Regions from separate parts of the Zea mays genome. Here region 1 is linked to region 2. A link is a contact called in public Hi-C data. All regions are on one chromosome and are shown on one strand. Each heading gives the region's core, a stretch centred on a gene start, on an enhancer-like site or on the middle of the called end of the contact. The rest is flanking DNA. Distances are from core to core; before and after follow the strand shown.

What was found. A called contact is a pair of places that touch in the nucleus more often than the background predicts.
Region 1: a contact with region 2 is called in a Hi-C map of bundle sheath, with 2.1 times the contacts expected there. The contact joins the promoter of LOC100381827 here to the promoter of LOC103643458 in region 2. A contact is called at or near these places in 4 of 25 Hi-C or Micro-C datasets (bundle sheath, ear, leaf and 1 more).

Annotation. Positions count from the first base shown.
Region 1 is chr1:237,978,702-237,985,241 of Zm-B73-REFERENCE-NAM-5.0, forward strand. It overlaps LOC100381827, which reads right to left and starts at 3,485. Exons shown (of 8, transcript NM_001174621.1): 1 at 3,423-3,485; 2 at 3,157-3,220; 3 at 2,990-3,074; 4 at 2,778-2,904; 5 at 2,596-2,672; 6 at 2,431-2,491; 7 at 2,204-2,346; 8 at 1,334-1,892. The coding sequence starts at 2,795. The coding sequence ends at 1,430. It overlaps LOC103643460 (a long non-coding RNA gene), which reads left to right and starts at 1,593. Exons shown (of 4, transcript XR_002266408.2): 1 at 1,593-1,895; 2 at 2,728-2,769; 3 at 2,848-2,999; 4 at 4,890-5,166.
Region 2 is chr1:237,758,677-237,765,077 of Zm-B73-REFERENCE-NAM-5.0, forward strand. It overlaps LOC103643458 (serine/threonine protein phosphatase 2A regulatory subunit B''beta), which reads right to left and starts at 4,405. Exons shown (of 13, transcript XM_008666659.4): 1 at 3,898-4,405; 2 at 340-588; 3 at 142-244; 4 at 1-70. The coding sequence starts at 4,047. LOC103643459 reads left to right here and starts at 4,934. Exons shown (of 2, transcript XM_008666660.2): 1 at 4,934-5,413; 2 at 5,490-5,667. The coding sequence starts at 4,934. The coding sequence ends at 5,657.

The DNA.
Region 1 (6,540 bases), core at 2,235-4,734, 220 kb after region 2:
TGTTGCTGACGTTGTGTGAGTGTCCTCGAACATGATGTATGTAGTGGAGTAGCGCATCTGGTGGTGCAACGGCCAGGGGTACTACCTCGCTGATGAGCCCGGGGTACACTTCGTTTGGCAGCCCAACCAAGAGTCATATCGGTACTCGTCATGTCGCGCGCGTTCGACGACTACTATATCGAGGATTGTGGCATCATCTTAGCGTCAGAGGTGACGCAGAGGAGGATCGACAACAGTGATCAGTTAGTCATCCTCGCCACCGTCAGGGTAGCTTTTGTGCCGACCTGCCTTTAATTCTCTTTGCAAACACACACATTTACCTTTTTGTTTAAGCAAGAGCGTATGGTGGTGCGTGTCTGATGACTAACGATGTACGAGGAAATTTTTTCTAGCATATGTGGAACGTGCTCTCCAATGATGAGACCATACAAATCGTGTCATATATCGAAGTCTGCATGATACTGATGGTTGCAATGTAGTGGTGAAACAACTAGATTAAAATAACAAAATTTATGTATGATTAGGATCACAAATTGATTATGAAACATTTTCTCATAACAATATAATACATATTTTATATGTAAGTTATCGTAATATACTGGTATTATATATTACCGTTGCAACGCACGGGCACTCAGCTAGTTAACTAGAATTTGCATATCACACCGCCAGATCTGGTCGCTACTACTGTAGCCGATAGGGGAGGCTGAAGCGCTAGACGATACGCTAAACACCTATAGACTATGGTGCCGTTTGGTTAAAATGTAACATAAATGGTAATGGTAACGATTAATACTTGAATACCGGTGATAACAAATTTAAATAAAGCGATATCCATTTGTAGTATGATATTAATTACGGTTGAACTTAAACAAATATTATTTAACGTTATCGGTTATTCATTACGTTACCACATGTGAACCAAACGCCATCTACAGTAAAAGGGAGGGGGATTGTGGCCACATGCGTTGCAGGTAGTCTCAAGGACATGGGCACATAGCGGTGTACTGTAGCCACCAAGTTCGCTAGAGACTACAGTGAGGAAATGCGTTGAACACGGTGTAAGTCTTCCAAGCATACACCATGGTGTATTTTCAAAGAAGCAAATAGTAAGTTGTGGAAAGTTTTAAAAAATGTCTGTGATGCCAATTCAAATAACCCTTCTTCAAACCCCGCAGAGAAAATGTGTTGTGAGAAAGTGACAGGTTATTCGATTCTTCGAGCCAAATACCCGGTAAACAAAATTAACTCAGATTCTTGTATACGTTTTTAAAATTTATGGTCAAATGGAGGGATTCTGCAATAACACCTTAAAACTAGTGCCAGATCGACAGAATCAAGATTGCATTGTACTTTGGAGTTGTCTTCCCTCTTGGAGTTTGGGGAGAGCGTTATACTATACGCTGGGGTTTGGGGAAAGGGTGCATTTTCATGGCAGCCTTGTAACCATCCATCCATCATCTATTTGCCGATTTGCTTTAGCTGCAGAGAGCAAGGATCCCGCAAAAGTTCCTCGGCCTAGTAACCGCCTTCCACTCTCAGAATTCGTCGGCGTGGTCCTCGGCAGCTCACTTCCTCCTGCTGGTGGTGATGGTGAGGCGCTCGAGGCTGCGGAACGTCGTGTTGTCCCGCGAGGCGGAGCCTCCCCTCCCGGCCGCGTTCCGGGCCACGGGGGAGCGCGGGGACGACCTGCTGTTCTCGGCGCCTCCCGAGTGGTGGAGCCTCTGCGCGGGGGACGGGCGCCCGCTGCCGCCACTGCTGCCGGAGACCCACCGGCGGTTCTGGTCACTGCAGTCCCCCGAAGAGGTCGGCCGGGTGGACGGAGCTGCGGGCATTTTCGACGAGCTCCCTCCCCGGGACAAGATGCGCGTTTTCTCTGATGAGTCGGCAACCTGGTGCGTGCCAGATAAGTAAGTTAGTACAGTAGTATTATATTTCCATCAAAAAAAATCTATGAAAATATTATAATACACTTCTTAAGAACTGATCTGAGTTAGCAGAAAGATTTTCAGCAAAATACTAAGAACATGGAAAAGAGGAAATGCCCTTTATTTTCAATTCACTAGACTCATCTTTTATTTAGTGGATTTGACACTAAGTATATATTTTCGTTTAAAAAGTTAATACCTCCATTCATGTTTACTAGCTACCACAGCTAAATCAGATACTTTTTTTCTACAAGAGCAATAAATCGGATACTTACTGCTTCGTTGGACGTTCCAAAGGAATCTGCAAAGCTTTTGTGCCTGGAATGACTGGAATGATCTGCAGGGCGCCCAGAGCCTGGATTTCTTCTGGCGAATGCCTCAACAGCACCAGTGAACCTATCCCGGATCTCTTGTCCCACTGGCAAAAACGCAACTAATTAGGTCAATCGATCAATTTTCACATAGCAATGGTCCAAATGCAATTAACTACCAGGAGACATACTGGAAGCTTTGTCTGTTCTCTCAACTGATGGTCCAACTCCAGCCATTCTTGCACTTGGTTGCTAGATAATTTAAGAAACATAATGGCATTTTAGTGAAACGAAAAGACAATAGTAATTCACCAATAATGTAGACAAGACATAGATATAAGATTAGAGAGACATACTTGAACAAGCTTGTTGTTGGAGCCCATTTGAGGGTACTTGAGTGCAGTCCAGTCAAATACGTAATCAAATTGGTATCCTACAGTGTTAATCTATAATGAGACCCAGTTTCCTAACACCGGATCATAGTGCAGGCGAGAACAATGGTCACATTAGCGGGGTCACTCAGAAGAAAGGTGTGTACCTTCCCGTATAAATACATCACGAAAGAGCTTCTTCATTGAAGAGTAATCTGGCCTGTCTTCAAATCGCAGGGAGCGACAATAGTGGAAATATGAGACGAACTCCGGCGGGTAAGATTTGCACAGAATCTGTTTAAGACAATGTTAGTTCAAACAGTGTCTGCAACAGCTACCATGACAGGATTACAATGTTCGTGTTGGCAAAAAGAAGTACCTCTGCCGAGGTAAGCATTTTCTTTTCACTAATTTTATCATACTTTTGTTTCTTAGTGCCAGCTTTAAGGCCCTGCCATGGGAGGCTAAGCATAACGTAAAAGCATGTCAAGTATAGTATTAGTAAAAGAGGAAATACAGTAAAATATACAGATTTTCGGGACAAACCTTCCTCTTAAAAAATATAGCAGAAGATAGCCAACAGACTCCAGATCATCTCTCCTGCTTTGTTCTGGATGAAACAAGTACAGGTACATGAAAAACAAATACATTGTGTTTCCCTCCTTTTGAAAGCATTAGATTAAGTAGCTTCTCCTTCGTCAATCGTCAGGTTAAGTTTATTTCATGACCAAGCATCCAAGAATTAAAAAGCGTATGATTTTAATGCAATTGCAGACACATGGTAACATATTTGATTTGCTCATTGAGCTCACCTATTCCAAGATGAGTATTCACACTAGCATAACGTGCTGTTCCAGTCAGATTTTTGTTCTCCCTGTGCATAAAAAAAATTAATCATTTACCATAAAAAACAAGTAGTCACAAAAATGAAAAGGTTCACTTTATGTCTAATCTATCGATTAAATTTGAACCTAGCGTCCTAGTTTGCAAATATCACAGAAAACGCATTAAATATTTGCATGTGATGTGACACTACTTTTAACCTTGGTGTTAAAACTTATTCTTGGGCTTTCAAGAAGATACTAATGCACAACAACATGACACGATTGGACATGAACATTTTGAGTAATTTGTCATTTTATTTCTGAAATTTACATGTAAATATCGCAAGATCAAACAATCCACTCAGGTTGCCTCTCTACCATGATCCGATACTATATTTAATATACAAAACCTCAGTTGGATTGCCCAACAGTGTACCATTAGCCAGTGTCTCTTGACAAAATGTAGGGTGCCATTTGATTCACGAAATGTAACGTAAATGACAATGATAACGATTCACACTTGAATAGACCGGTATCAATTTGTAGTGTGGTATATGATTACGGTTGGATTTAAACAAATATAATTTAACATTATCTGTTACCTATTACGTTACAAATATATAAACCAAACAACACCTAGGAAGTTGTGACATAGGTGCAGTATAGAGGTTGCACGAATTATCACATAGGTGCAGTATAGAGGTTGCACGAATTATCACATCCCAGTTTCTGCTTATGAACTTGCAATTTAATGGAATAATTGTTTGGCCCAACAAAGTCCAGGGTTAGTTATAAGTGAAAACTTCATTAATATGCTTCACCTGTATGGGATGTGTTTATGAGTCTGAAGGTCCTTGTATTTCTTAGCAAGCCCATAATCAATGATATAGACCTGCAGAATAAAAAGGATATGTCTTCACATATTGTTCATTGACGAGTAAGAATCTCGGGGATTATTACCAGATATTATTAGTATTAGAGAAGTAACTACTATGCTCTTTTTATACTGAAAATAACAAAAGCAGATGACATTTGGGGTTTAACCTGATTAGCTTTCCGACCTAAGCCTATAAGGAAGTTGTCTGGCTTGATGTCACGATGAATAAATCCCTTGGAATGCATGTATTCCACTCGGTTTATCTAAAAATGGAAGATTTAATAATGTAAGTCCAGGACAATAATAAAATCTCGCTCTCCTTCCAACACCCACTAAGGAAAAAGAATCAAACTTAAAATATGTACAATCTTGCAAAGCTTGCCTGCGATACACTTAGAACAACATACGGTGTTCATGAAATCCATTTGTACCATCAATGATCTAATACTTTGGAATTAAAACCCACAAAAGAAGGCAACACTTATGGCAGAATGCTCATGAAACTTCTGAACATGTAACTCCCAACCAATAGCTGTTATCAAATTCCAGAAAGTTGACTTGCCTCCTAACTGTTGCAGGGCAGCGTAAGGTTGAATATGGAATGAATAAACTCACCAGTTGATCAGCAAGCATAAGCACCGTTTTCATAGAAAATTTCCTGTTGCAGGAATTAAACAAATCTTCCAAGCTTGGGCCAAGAAGATCGATCACCATAACATTGTACTCCCCCTCAACACCATACCACTTGAGGTGTGGGATACCGTCTGTGTCAAAAATGAGTGACTAAATAAGCAACCAGAAGGCGTGGACACAAATTACTGCAAATAATCATATAAATTACAATCGACTTACTTCCACCCTGCAGCAGCATATAAACTTTAGATTCATAGTGCAGCTGTGGATGTTTTGTTTTCACAGGCTCCTGACAGATCAAACCAAAGAAAAGGTGAGGCCTTGAACCAAACGCTTCAGCAAAGGTATATCCAGACTCTAGATAAGAGACATGTTATACTACATTAAATGCAAACAGTATATACGTTCCAGCCTGGTTTTTTTGCACATACCAATTTTATTCCCACTTCCTCTCCATTCTGTATATTAACACCTAGATCAAGAAAAGTCACACTAGAAAGAATAAAAATTTATTTATGGGGCTAACAAAACACGACCATAATATGCATAAAATACACAGAATGTACCGAGATATAGCTCTCCGAAGGATCCGCTCCCAATCTTCCTCCCAAGCTTATACTTCCCTCCGATCACATGCTCCATGATCACTCTCCTCTTTGATTTCTCTCCCTCTCTCTCTCTCTCTCTCTCCCCCCTACGAGAATGGATCGCTGTTGCTGAAAAGACCAATGAAAGGAAAAATGATGCAGCCACGTTCAATCTGAATTTCCCAATTTCCCTTGGAGGCCAGAGACTATTGATGTGCCCGTTCAGTTCAACTGCCTTTTGCCCCAATGCCTCCACAGAGAAGGAGCACTACTGTCTGCCATCAAACAGTAATGCCAAAGAATGCAAAATCTGTCCCTGAAAACCACAGAGAAAATGAAACCTGAATCAGCCACATTAGCACAAACAGCATCCACAGACAGACCAGCATTCCCTGTAACGCTTTCTTTCTTTAATTAATTCCTCCTGTAGAGGATCCGGTCACTACAGTTCCGTCAAAAAAAAAAGAGAAGAAGAACAGAGTAACATTGCCCAGCGGGGCCAGGATCACACTCAAATGTGGATGGCAACAAGAGAACGTCCAGGGCGCGAAGCGCGTACCTGAGGGATGAGGAACCAGCAGGAAAGTCGCACAGGCTGCGACGCCGCAGCGGTTCCAACGGCGGAGAGGAGCCTCCCCCCAATTGCAGACCTCCGCACCGGATGCGAGGCCGCGGTTGAATCGCATCGGTGCCGATCCTGCAATGGGAGGGAGGGAGGGAGGGAGCGAGAGAGGTGGGGAGGTGAGGGAAAGCGAGCGGTTGGTGGCAGTCCTTTTTCGGCGCTCGATTGTCGGAAAAACAGGTTTCGTCTGTTACCAGCTAGTCACCCATGCAGGACAAGGACTAAGGAGCCTGCACTAGAATTAATAGTTAGTTGATTAAAAAATATTAGTGAAATTAACTAGATAATAAATAGCTATCTAACTATTAACTAATTTATCAAAAATAGTTAATAGCTGAACTATTAACTAGATATTTAAATATCTCAACTAATTTTAGGCACTAACTA
Region 2 (6,401 bases), core at 3,155-5,654:
ATTTTCTTGAAAAGGACACTAGACAAGAATGAAGGAAGTTTACATATGTCCTTCGTGACCGATCTGAATTCTGGTATGGACAAGTATATCAGCTTCAGAAGTCATTGCAATGGCAGAAATAAGATTTGAAACCATATTCACCTTGAACTTGAAGTCCCCCACCACCAAAAAATAGGTGATCTGTTCTTGATAAGCACTGCTCCTTCAAATCTTTTGTGGGAGGACGCCCATTCTTGAAGTAAAACTATAAAACATATTGGTCCACGAAAATTTTCCGCTTAAACAATGACAGTAGCAACAAAAGCTTCAATAATGGTTACAAGGACAGGTGCAAAATACCTGAGGTATAACTTCTCTTACTGGTTCACTAACTAATTTTAATGGAGAGCCCAAGGATGATGGTCCAGCTCCAGATCCTCGTCTCATAACACGAGGGGAACCAGACGTGCTCCTAGGAGAAAGTGGTGGAGCACTACCAGCAGGAAACATCGAAGGTAGAGAACTACTTGAAGCAGCATTTGTGCTAGCAGAGCTTCCAGCAACATTAAGCACAGCACCAGTCTTTGCATCATCAATCAAAGACTTCACCTAAGGTACATGAAGTATGAACACTGTAAGAAACTATGTATTTGACTTCCTATCTGCTCCCTCTGTTCCGACTTTTCTAGATACATAGCTTTTGTTATACATCTAGATATACACTATGTCTAGATACAGAGTAAAATAATGAATCTAGACTAGCCAAAACGACATAATTTGAAACAGAGGGAGTACATTGCGGAGTTTCAAATCATTCACATAAACACGGAGAAAGAAGAAATCAACAATTTACAATAACAAATTACAGAAGGTCTGCATTTTCTAGGCACAGACAGGATACCTAACTTATCTCTACTAAGTTAAAGCGTCAGTTTCCACAGTTCCATGGTTTCCACCGTCGTCGTGCTCGGTGCTCCCCCACATTTAAATAGTACAAATGCTAAAATTATGTATAAATGGGAATTCAAACCATGGCTGTTGGTTCCAAACCCACATTCACACTCATCCAATGATTTCAAGTCGGTCGACTTGCTAGTCGATCCACCTGGGCGATCAGGCGAGCATGCATAAACTAAGCTACCAAGGAGCACTTGAGAACAATCAAAGCAACGGCACACACTCTCAACTCAAAAGGACTCAGCAGCAAAATCAGTATCCTGTGTGCCCTCTATCGTAATGCTATTGAAAAGGTAGAATCAACACATGCACTAGGCCCCCACAATCAGCACTTTGCAGAAATGATGGACAACAAAAACTAACCCAAATTGGAGACAAGCATATCTAACCGTCTTAAGCTAGTGTTCTTATCATTGTTTTCAAGTCGGACGACTTGCTGGTTGTTCTGACTGACCGACTTGGACGATTAATCACGATTGGTCCAAACCGACTTGGACGATTAATCGTGATTAATCGGACAACTTGAAAACAGTGGTTCTTATAGTGTAGCACCACAAAAATGGCATCAACAGGAATGCACATGTTTGCATACCCAACACATACAATCTGCTCATAAAGCTCAGACCATCTCACTAGTATGTAGTATCAACCATAAATCAACCACCAGCTACTCTCTTAAACTCTACTTATACAGCAATTAGACTCATCCCTAGGGGCATGGGGACGGTGCCACCAAAATTGAGGGCCACAACAAGCGGTGTCGCACCAGTGACCCACTATATTCCATGGTCAAATTACTCTGTTTGATCAACCAAAGAAAATGCAGCAACTCCCAAAGATCCAGCATTCCATTTGCTTGTGGCTTGTGCTTGTTCATATCCAAGCCAGCCGTCTCAGACTCAGACCCAATGATTTCAAGTCGTCCAACTAATCGCGATCGGTCAAGTCGGTTCTATTGGTGCGATTAGGAAGTCTGACTCGATCAGGTCGACTAATTGTCTGGTCGTCTGACTATTCATCGACTAAGCGCCCCAATTAGGGTGGGGACGACTAGTTTCTTTTTAAGGCCTGATTTGGATGTGGGCTGGACGACCGGTAATAAGGCCCATTAGGCCATTACTGTTAGGGTTTTAGTTAAATAATGCTGCTCCCTATTCTATTCTACCGGCGGCTGCCCTGTGCCCTCTCTGCTTGATTCCAATGGCTGCCCTCTCTCTTGATTCCGGCGTCTGCCCTCTTCCGGCGGTGCTTCCAGCGGCTGCTCTCTGACCTCTCGGCGGCGGCGGCGACCCAGCAGCCTGCGCAGCGGCAAGATGAGTACATCGTCTGAAGATCTGTTCCCCTCTTGAATTCCCCTCTGCGCTCTTGAATTCACCTCTGTTTCCTGTTGCGCGCCTTTGCTCCCCTCTGCTTCCCACTGTGCGACTGCGATCTATGCCTCAATTTCTTCCATTCCTTGTGTATGTGTAGAGAGGGATTGGCGCCATGAACATGCAGCAGCTGTTGAACGTGCAGTAGCGAGTTAGTGACTGACTGATGGTCTGAAATCTGAATTGTCCAGTTCCAGTATTCAATATCCATATTCGCTATGTTTGGTATAGCCTCCTATATGCTATATATATAGGTCCTGTAAATATGCAGGACGACTGCGACCAGGTCGATTAGGACCTGATTAGTCGACCTAATTGTCGTCCTTATCGTTATTAGTCGCCTGATCGCCCGGGTGGATCGACTAGCAAGTCAACCGACTTGAAATCATTGCTCCGACGGTCAGAGGCGCTTGTTCTGTTGTTCATCTCATGCGGAAGGGCCAAGCACCAACAGGCAGTGCCAGTGTGCTGCTGCAGTGGAGCATGGACGTGCACTGGTGCACATGCCCACCAGAAGCCAGCGTACATGCAGCCTGATCTGCATGGCTGCAAGGTGCAGGCCTGCAGGCTCTAGTGCTTAGCGACAAACAAATAAGGGCACATCAGCACAGGCAACAACTCAACAATTTAGGAGACAGGAAGTTTCTTATTTTCATCTTTTTCTTCTTCAAATGCTTCAGATGATAGATGAACTATAGAGATCAGTGAACTGTTTTGTTTTTTGTGGTTTGTCATACATCTCTTATTCTTCGTATTTCCATCTTTTGTGTATTTGTGCATCAATTGATAAATAATAAAGAATAAACGATCTAATTCAATCTAAAATGGAAACATAAGATAGGTTTATTATAAAATATAATCACATGTCATCTGAAATCATAGGTTTATTGTTCTATATAGAAAGGCCTCAGTTTAGAGTTTGGCACATGCCCTGATTTATGCAAGGACAGTTCTGACAGCAATAAAAATAAGAATTCAGACTAAGACAAGATTCGCATGCACCAGGCTAGTTCCTATATCATTGTTGACGTGAAACACAGCTTAGGCGACACTAATCAGGTCACTGATATGGCACATATCTCCTGCAAATATGATACATGCTCATGTCACCAAATGACCAAAATTTAAAAAACAATGGTAGTGTAGATAACAATAAAGTAATTCAATAAGGCTAAGATCACTCCCGGCAATAAGTTGCTTTTAGTCTGGTAGTGACATTTAGCCTCATGTGGTATTATACTGAAATATACCAGTCAGCCCAGTTACAATGAAATTTACATTGCCGAGCTTCCAAGAACAAGATCATAGACAAAGAAACATAAGTACGAATAAAGACAAACCAAACCACTAAATGAACCCTGCACTTTGATCTACTAAAGTCCATCATCATACTTCATCTAAGTCACAAGCTGGTAAATGCGATACGAAATAATGACCTAACCAGTAGGCGCCGCAGCGCAAAGGACACCAAACGAAACGTTCGAAAGATGTTTCCAACTTGTCTGAGCCTAACATCAGAGTCCAGGGAAATTTAAGCACAAACCAAAGCAGCAAGCAAGCGAGGAAGGCGACAGGACGCGTAAAAGGATACCAGCTTGGTCGTCTCGGGTAGCACGAGCCACTGCGAATACAGCGCATCAGCTATGGAGTTCTCACGAAGCGCGCCCGGCGCGAGCTCCGCCAGCTGCAGCAGCTCCGGGTCCAGCGCTGCCGCGTCCCTCCTCGCCGGCTCCACCTCCATTACTTCCAAGCTCTGGAGGCCTTCTCATACACCAAGCGGGCCACCAAAACCCAGATCTGCCCCCGCGCGTCCGGACGCTGTTCCGGCGGGGAGGAAGGGCCCAAATCCGAGCTCAGCGGGATCAGCTAGGAGCAACGAAGTAGGATCGAGCGCCGGCAGCGGCGGGATCTGAAGCGACGGCTGGAGGTGGGGCGGTAGCAGGTGAAACCCTAGGCAAGCAGCCGAGCGAGGAGGAAATGAGCGACGGCAAGACGGTGGTGCACGTCGATATAACAGCGGAGTGCAAAATAAATTGATCTTTCGGATGCCACTTTCGGTTTGGGGTAAAGCTATAGCTAGAATTGAGCAAAATAATTAGGAGGTGTTTGGTTTTTAGGGACTAATGTTTAGTCCCTAGATTTTATTCCAATTTAGTTCCAAAATTGCCAAATATAGAAACTAAAATAATTAGTTTCTATATTTAGCAATTTATATACTAAAAAGGAATAAAATGAAGGGACTAAACATTAGTCCCTAGAAACCAAACACTCCTTTAGTCTTTCCGAGTAGATCCATATATACACTTTTTTTAATTCCTACTGTAACTAGCAAATTACACGTTGCTACATGTTATGTTAATCTAGACTACTATATTAAGGTTGTAAGGGATAGTCTGCCTACATCTAGTTCTGCCTCGCGCGAATCTCGATCGTCCATCTATACCAATTTCGACCGTCCGTCGTTGCGCCCCGCGCCTCCGCCATCTGATCCGCCAACCGGCCTCCCTCCCCGTGCGCATCGCCGCCAGCAGCCAACCGGCCACCCCCATCCTCGCGTGAATCCCGTGCGCATCGCCAAAGTAATAATCACATACAGTAAATCATTCGATCTCCACCGGCCTCCTCCAATGACCGTAGCCGGAGCCATTCGCCGCCGGCGAGCATCGCGACCCCATCTCCCTCTCTTCGTCCTCGTCCTACTTTTCTCTACTCTAACCCCACGTACTTCGGCGCTCCGCGTTCCGCTCCGCCACGCAGCAACCCTCGTCTCCCTCTCCCATTCGCTCCTCTCCTGCGCCGCCATCACACGTGTTGCTCGTGGGGACGCCGCGGCGGCCGCACGTGTACGGCGAATCGCTTCCCTCCTGTCGTCCCGTGGTGCGTGGGGACTCGGCTGGGACTACCTCCGCCACTACGCCTTCTCCTCGGCCATCGGATGCGGCCTCTCCTGCGCAGTCGCCGCCTCTCGTCTCATCGCCGCTGTCGCGCAGGCCTCGCGCTTACGTTCCGCCACTGACGCTGCGCAGTGGATGCGCCTACACTACGACGACATCTGCGACGTCGCCACGCAGCTTCTGAACGGGCTTCTACTCGCCTTCTCCGAAGAGGTAACTGACCTATTCACTCGTGGTGCCTCTGATTCACACATTGCTCTGTCGATTTGTGACATTTGTTGCGGTTTAGGGGCCATTGAGAGAGGTGTTCATGGATATTAAGTGGGAGGTGGAGGAAGGGGAATTGCTGAAGGATTGCCTGGAAGTGGGAGCTAAGGACTTAAAGGGTTTGCTTGTCATTGCCAAAGATCTCTTCGCTGGTGTTTCAAGGACTTCTACGCAGCATAGCGAGCTCTGAGGTTTGGTGACTTTAAATTTGCCTTTTCTGATCGTTTCAGGAACTCACGCATGCTTGTGTAATTTAGTTTACTTTAGAGACCTGATGTTGATCTGTACTGTACAGAAATTAAACCCTTGTGATATCACTGTTGTGTCTGCTACTAATGGGTTTTGAATTTTGAGCTGTGCATATTTTTGCTAATCTGAATCCATTTGTGATCATGGCACTACCAATAACTTTGGTCCTTTTTTCTCAATGCACATGCTATTTTATTGATTTAGTGGAAATGTTGCGCGTGAAACTGTTCTATGCAAACATTGGATAGAGATACTATTAGATGTAGTTATTCTCCATTTGGGTATTTAAATAAAAGCTGCAGATATTTGCATTGTGGATTTTGAATGTAAGAGTTTAGATATGCCCTTTTTCGGTATTAGGAGCTCATACTTTTTATCCCAAAAGAGATGATTCTGATGCCAAGAATTTAAGGTATAAAAAAGATGAATCAGCCATGCTGCCCACAATATGTCCTATAACTGTCTTTCCAATTTATGTTTGCTCAATTTTCTCTCCAAGCAAAGAGGTATTAGTAATAATGATTGTAGGTTTTTGTCTAGCGAGGATGGAATCTCAAGAGAAAAATATTGTACTTCCTATCCCCCAAGGAGATAATACACTGTCAATAGATGAATCTCTACTTGTGTGTTTGTCTCATAACAAGCCAAAAAATCGATGTCAACTGCAATAGTTCCGAAAGGTATT